2 separate regions of the Rattus norvegicus genome follow, and region 1 is linked to region 2. Evidence: chromatin contacts called from public Hi-C data. All regions are on one chromosome and are shown on one strand. The core of a region is the stretch at or near the end of the contact, and the rest is flanking DNA. Distances in the headings are between cores, read along the strand shown.

Evidence for each region. A called contact is a pair of places that touch in the nucleus more often than the background predicts.
Region 1: a Hi-C map of mammary epithelial cells shows a contact between it and region 2, with 5 times the contacts expected there. The contact joins the promoter of Map4k3 here to the enhancer-like site in region 2. A contact is called at or near these places in 3 of 12 Hi-C or Micro-C datasets (kidney, liver and mammary epithelial cells).

What each region holds. Positions count from the first base shown.
Region 1 is chr6:20,027,615-20,030,790 of GRCr8, reverse strand. Map4k3 (mitogen-activated protein kinase kinase kinase kinase 3) reads right to left here and starts at 1,394. Exons shown (of 33, transcript NM_133407.1): 1 at 1,164-1,394. The coding sequence starts at 1,259.
Region 2 is chr6:19,948,902-19,951,882 of GRCr8, reverse strand. The region is part of intron 2 of LOC102551891 (a long non-coding RNA gene); the gene reads right to left. Among named protein-coding and RNA genes, the nearest start is that of Map4k3, 79 kb to the left of the region's middle. Within about 2 kb of position 1,617, at least 48 of the 93 cell types and tissues checked have an H3K27ac peak or open chromatin away from gene starts, as enhancers often do. A contact at or near this core is called in liver, where this site is marked.

The sequences.
Region 1 (3,176 bases), core at 145-2,644, 79 kb before region 2:
GGCACAAAAGTGACTGAAACTGCTGTTCAATGTTGTTCTTGTCCAGAAAAAAAAAAAGACTTCAAATAAATCTGGGTCCATTGCTGTCTTTAGTATGCCAATACGTGGCTGCTAAGTTATACACTGTAGTTTTGCTCAACCCACCTTTGTCAACAGAGGAAAGTGGTGTGCTATGTGAGGGACCTGAGTTACTGGCTACCTTACCTTACACATTCCACTGGGGCAAGAATAAAAACTCATTGCTTTAGCATGGACAAAAAACAAAGGGAAAACTAAACTTTCCAACATAATACTAAGTTTCTCTAGGCATCCTCAGGTGTTCTGGAAAACTTTAGTTACCAAGTAAGTAGATAGGCAACTAAATCAAGACTGCTGCCACCTTTGGCACCATCCACCTCCCTTCTTGGCAGACTTCGTGAGGCCAAGAGTTGAGCTGGCCTGAGAGGAATGATTTATCCTCCCACATTTAGAAGTGGTCCCTTTGCAACAGAAACGCTGGACTGCTAAACAGCTTTGAATTCTAACCCTGTCAAACCAATACCCTTCCTAGATCCTCGATTCACAAAAAAAAAAAAAAAAAAAAAAAAAAAAAAAAAAGGAAAGAAACAACTGATTCCTATGTTGATCCCTATGTGACACTGACAAAACCAAACACCACTACCCAATTCTTCTTGGAGAAATAGAAAAACGAAGTTGCTTTCCTACCTCCAAAAACATCTCTCTCTCTACAAAACAAGACTACTTGGAAAATCACAAGAAACTGACAAGCAGATGTTAAGAGGCTAAAGGCTAAGACTGTAGGTGGAGGCTGCCCAGCGTTAGGGCAGATCCAGCAGGCCCAGACGGACAGCAGCTCCCAGCCACCGGCCAATGATCCCAGGTCCCGGAGGGGCACGTAGGTTTGTCAAACGCCAAGCCCCAGCACCTCGGTTCGTCACACAGACCCTGCCCAGGCAACAAGCACCCAGCCCCGCTCCGCACTCCCAGGAGCGCCGCGGCTCCAGAGGCAGCCCTTCCCGGGACTGGGCGCAGTAGAGGCTGGGGTCAGAGACCGCGCGTCCCGGACACCGCTCCGGTGAGGACGCTGAGGGCTGCGGTCCCACGCCTGCCTCTTTGTTCCGTCCGGGCGGCGCAGGCCCGGGCTCGGCGGCCCCTGCCCTCACCTTGTAGACGTCGCCGTAGGTGCCGCTGCCTATGCGTTGGATCAGCTCGAAGTCCTCCTGCGGGTTCCGGCGGGACAGGTCGAAGCCCGGGTTCATGGCGGGCCCCGGGTGCCCCCCGCCTCCCTCCCGGCCCGGGGAGGGGGGGCGCTCAGGGGGGCCGCACGGAGGGAGCGCCCGCGGCCGGCCCGGCTCCGCCGCCGGTCACAATCGCCCGGCTGCACGCCGCGGCCGCCGCCGACCACGACGAGCCGCCCGGCGTCCCCGCCCCCCGCCGCCGCGCGGAGCCGGGTCACACCCACCAGGAGAGGAGCGCGCCCGCAGCCCCTCGCTCAGGGTGCAGCTCCAACATGGCTTCCGCCCGCCGCTCCGCCCGCCCTCCCGTTCCCGGCCCGCGCGACACTGCGCAGCCGCCATCCCCGAGGCCGCGCGCTCCCGGCGAGCCCTGCGCGCTCCCGGCTTGCGAATCTGTCCGTACGCGCTGGACGCGCCAGACTCCCAGTAACAAAGTTGGACTCCTTGCTTCTTGTGGTCCCTGCGCCTGAACAGGTAGTAGTTGGAATGCACAAGATGGTATTCCCCAACTTTTTAGGAGTAGTCACACGCGGGCTACAACGAGAGCCACGACCCTTTTTCCAAAGTTTAGGGGGAGGAGGTCCCCATCAGGAAGGTGAGCAAGACCCTGGAGGGCAGTGACACTTGGGTTCTTGACTGGGGTGCATAGAGAACGGGGGTGAAGATGAGGGTGCGAGGGGAGTTCATGGAGGGCGTGGGCGGAAAGCAGTGCAAAACCAAAGCCGTGATTGACCTCTGTCCAGGGAGAAGGCTGGGTTGTCAAAGCCGGGGGCGGGGACTAAGCAAGCTGACAACCCTGAGACTGGGGAGGTTGTAGAGGGTGTGGCCTGGACAGGATCTATTCCCACACCTGAAATGCAAACACGTGACCATCCCGAGGCTACGTAGCTGCGACCTTACCTGCCCAGCGCTCCACCCAGCATAAGATCCAGATAGCCAGCATCACGTCCAGACTGCTAAAAGTTATCTTAGAAAGGATGTAGGTAATGGAAGGGTCATGTTGGGTTCTAAGTAAACTTAACTACTACGCATTTCCAAAAACTGTAGCCAAGTCACCGAGGACCACTCCGGCGGTCCGTTGGATTTTTTTGCTTCAAAAATGCTCTTCTGATCTCTTTAGGAACCACACCTAAGGACTAATGTGCCTTTCTGCCTAATTCCTTCTCAAAAACTAGGTCTCATCACACCTGTTAAGGAATAGTTGGACGAACTACTTAAAGTTAACGACCTCAAGGGGTTGGGGATTTAGCTCAGCGGTAGAGCACTTGCCTAGCAAACGCAAGGCCCTAGGTTCAATCCCCAGCTCCGAAAAAAAAGAAAAGAAAAGAAAAGAAGTTAGCGACCTCATATTTTTTTTTAAACTTTTCTATCATGTTACTTACGGTAAAATTACCTATTGACTAAATTTGCAAATTGTTTACTCCACACCAAATGTGGTGGCATATGCCTGCCATCCAAGCACTTGGGAGGCCGAGCTGGGGCATCTCTGTAAGGGCAGCAGCAACCTTGACTGCAGAGTCAGGACGTGTGTGTTTACTGGAGTAATTGACTAAAAGCTGTTGGGAAAGGCCCCTCTCTGTACCACATAAACTGCCTTCCAATTGTACAGTGTTTAAGTATCCTAAAGCATCAGATTGTGACAGTGTTGCTTACATTGATGCCCCAGGAGTGCATGTCACAGGATTAATTCAGGAGAAACCTTAAGGCCATGGTATCTGAGCTACTGGGGACCATACGTGGTTTTCCCAGCTTCTTTCTCCTGGTTGAAGGCACTAGCAGAGGCTGAGGAGCAGGCCTGCCTTCTGCCTGTGCTGTGGGTGGAGGGAGAACTGTTTGTCTTCTTTAGGCTAAACAGGCAGATAATTAGTCCTGGATTCAGATAAGGAGATGTTAAGTCTCCCAAATCCACACCAGCTCTGCTTGCTTTCTGCCCTTTTCGTG
Region 2 (2,981 bases), core at 368-2,867:
AAGCCCTCACTGTCAGCCCTTCCTGGTGGTGGCAATGGTGGCCCTGAGAACAAACTGTTTAAATTATGGGGAAGTAACAGATTTTTGTCTGTGGGGATCCACAATATCACGATAAATCTGTTTGCCAAATTGTACTACCCTGTCTCTGTAAGGGGCTTGCTCCTAAGCTGCTGTGTTCAAATGGGTGGATGTAGCAAAAATAATAGCATGTGATGTATAGAGCTTACAGCCTAGACAGACATAGGGTTTGAACACATAGGAACATCCTGACCAGAACTACATGACTTAGATTTTGTGAGGCTCACTATTTCTAGCAGAGGTTCTCAACCTGTGGGTGACGACCCCCAAAACCACATGACTTACTGTGTTAAAGGGTGGTAGCATTAAGAAGGTCAAGAACCACTGCCCCAGAGCCAAAACTTTTCGGAGAAATGAAAGGATCCACAGATCTGCCTTGAGTTTGTCTGGTCCCTGTAGTCCCCAAGGCCAGAAGGTCCACCCTGCGGCGTGTTATATAAGTGGGCGTGGTGGGGGCGAAGGTGAGCTGTGCACAGTAGATTGGCAGTGTGTGCTCGGGGCATGCTGGGATCTGCAGAAACATTTTTCCAGGATTCGTGTCAATTTCAAAGTGCTCAAAACAAGCCTGAAAAAGCGGCCAGGAAAGCTATTATTGCTGCCTTATATCCTTGTTGGAACAAAATGTGAAACAAAAACGAGTGAAAGAGAACACAGCAAGTCATTGTGTAGCAAACTTCACCGTCCAGGTGTACCTGGCTGGCGTGCTGGTAACTCAGGAAGGTCAGGAACCAGGCTGTGGCAGTTGCTTTAAATCCCTGTGTGTGTGTGTGTGTGTGTGTGTGTGTGTGTGTGTGTGTGTGTGTCTGTTCGGGGGAGCTGTGTCCTTGAAGGGAGTGCGGGTGAAGGGCACTCCTCGATAAAATCTTGTAGATTTTTTTTCCCATTTCCCTGTCTGTTTTCTAGGAACAAGTGGGTTCATCGGACTCGCTAGCGAATGATCCCTTCTCTAATTTATGTTCCTTTCCTTAAGGCTTCCCCGTTCTGGCTCAGGGCGAGCAGACAGGAGGGGCATAGAAAGATGCAGACCTTGGGCAGAGAGGCAGAACTAACTGCCCCTGCTTGGACCCAAGCAATGGCAAACCCTCCCCCGCAACTTCTTTCTTGCCCTTCATGGAGCTTTTGTGGGACCTGGAAAGGAAATGAATTCTAAAGGCAGGAAATGACCCAAAGACCGGAACAATGTGTGTGAATCTAAACTCGTGCTTCCGCCTCTTGGTTACAAAGCATTCTAATCTGTGTCCCAGGAAGCCTAGCCCATTGCCAGATGGAGAGCTGTTTTCAGACTGGCTCTTGGCATCTGCCACTCCCAGCTGGTGACATTCGCACGTTTCAGAAGGCAAACCTGTCCCCGCATCTTCAAACTTCTGGAGAGGTGTAACCCCAGGAAAGTCCTCGAGTCTCTTTGGCTGACAGCCCCAACCATCTGATGCACTTCGTCTGCGGTCGAACTGCTGCTGGACTCCAGCCTGGAACGCCAGCACATTGAGTCTGTTCTCAAAGATCTTCAGCATCTGAAACCAAAGTGTGTCTCTGCTGCCAAAAAAGGCTGGCTCCCTCGCCTGCTACATAATCCCTTTCTCACCAGGCGTTCCTGAAGAAACCCGATGAGTCAGGGAGAAAGGAAAAAAAAAAGCTTCTGAAGGAAGCCTAGGGGTGGGTTGCCTACCTCAGCCTCAGAAAGCCCCTTCTGTTTGGCAATCCACTAACACTTAGGGATTTGATTTTTTACTTTTCCCATCTTTCCTTCCTCTTCTGTCAGCTCTCACCTCCAGAGACCCTTCATTTACCACGCCTGTAATTTGCTCTGCAAAAAGCTCGAGGCCCTCAGATGGGGAATTAGTCACCATTGTAAGGTTAGACTTCACTTCCATCCCCAGGAGCAGGGTGAGAAAAAGGGCCCACTCTGACTTCCAGAAGAGACCATCATTCAATTGCTCCGTTCTGACTCCGGGGCCTGTGCTTTTCCCAGGGTTTTAATTTTTATGGGACTCTATACATCAGTCTCCCTGCATAAAGCTAGGAACCAGTTGGGGTCTGAACGCTGTGAAGTGACTTGTGGGATGTCTGCTTCCAACAGGTATCCCACTGAGGCTAAGGGCCCCCTCATCCTTCTGTCCGCCCCCCCCCCCGCCACCCCCCCCTGCCGCCCCCCCCCTCCGGGAATCAGAAAGTAGGTTTCCTGGGGGGGGGGGGGAAGTGCTTAACTCTCAGCGTTTCTGAAATGCCAAACAGATTGAAGTTTAAAGAGTCTGGCGTGTTTGTTGACATCTGGCTTACAGAAAAGCCTCTGTGAGGAAGAATGGAGAGAGTCAACGGGGGTCTGGTGAGAAGGCGTTGCTCTTCTGGCTTGAGGCATCTGTCCTGGAGCACAAAGCCATTTCTCGCCACTCTCTCAAACGGTGTTGTGTATTATGAAAGAGGTTTTTAAAAAATGTGTTCTGATAAGCTGGGACTTATTCCTGGAAAAGGAATATGGGTTCTGTTACAAGATAGGAGCTTAATGTCAATACAGGCCGTATCAACTGTCAGCGGCTGTGAGTCGAGAGTCATTAAAAGCTTGGCATGGTGGCTTGGGGCCAACACAGCCTTCGTTTCCTTTGCCTATAGACAGTGAGGACAAGACAAAGCTAGACATATAGAAATCATCTTCCCTACTCTGGACATCAGACAAGCAAGATAAGAAGCTACTGACCCAAGGAGAAAACAAAGAACAAGGATTTTGATTACAAGCTATGTTTATAAGATGCCCCCCTCCCCGAACAAACCAAACCAAAACGGAACAAAGCCACAAAGTAACCATGCTGTCAGAGTCACGTAACATGATCTTGAATTTAGTTAGGGCAACTGAGATAAAAACAGTTGGACAGAAAACTCCAGATTATGTTAATGTGCGATTGAGGCTG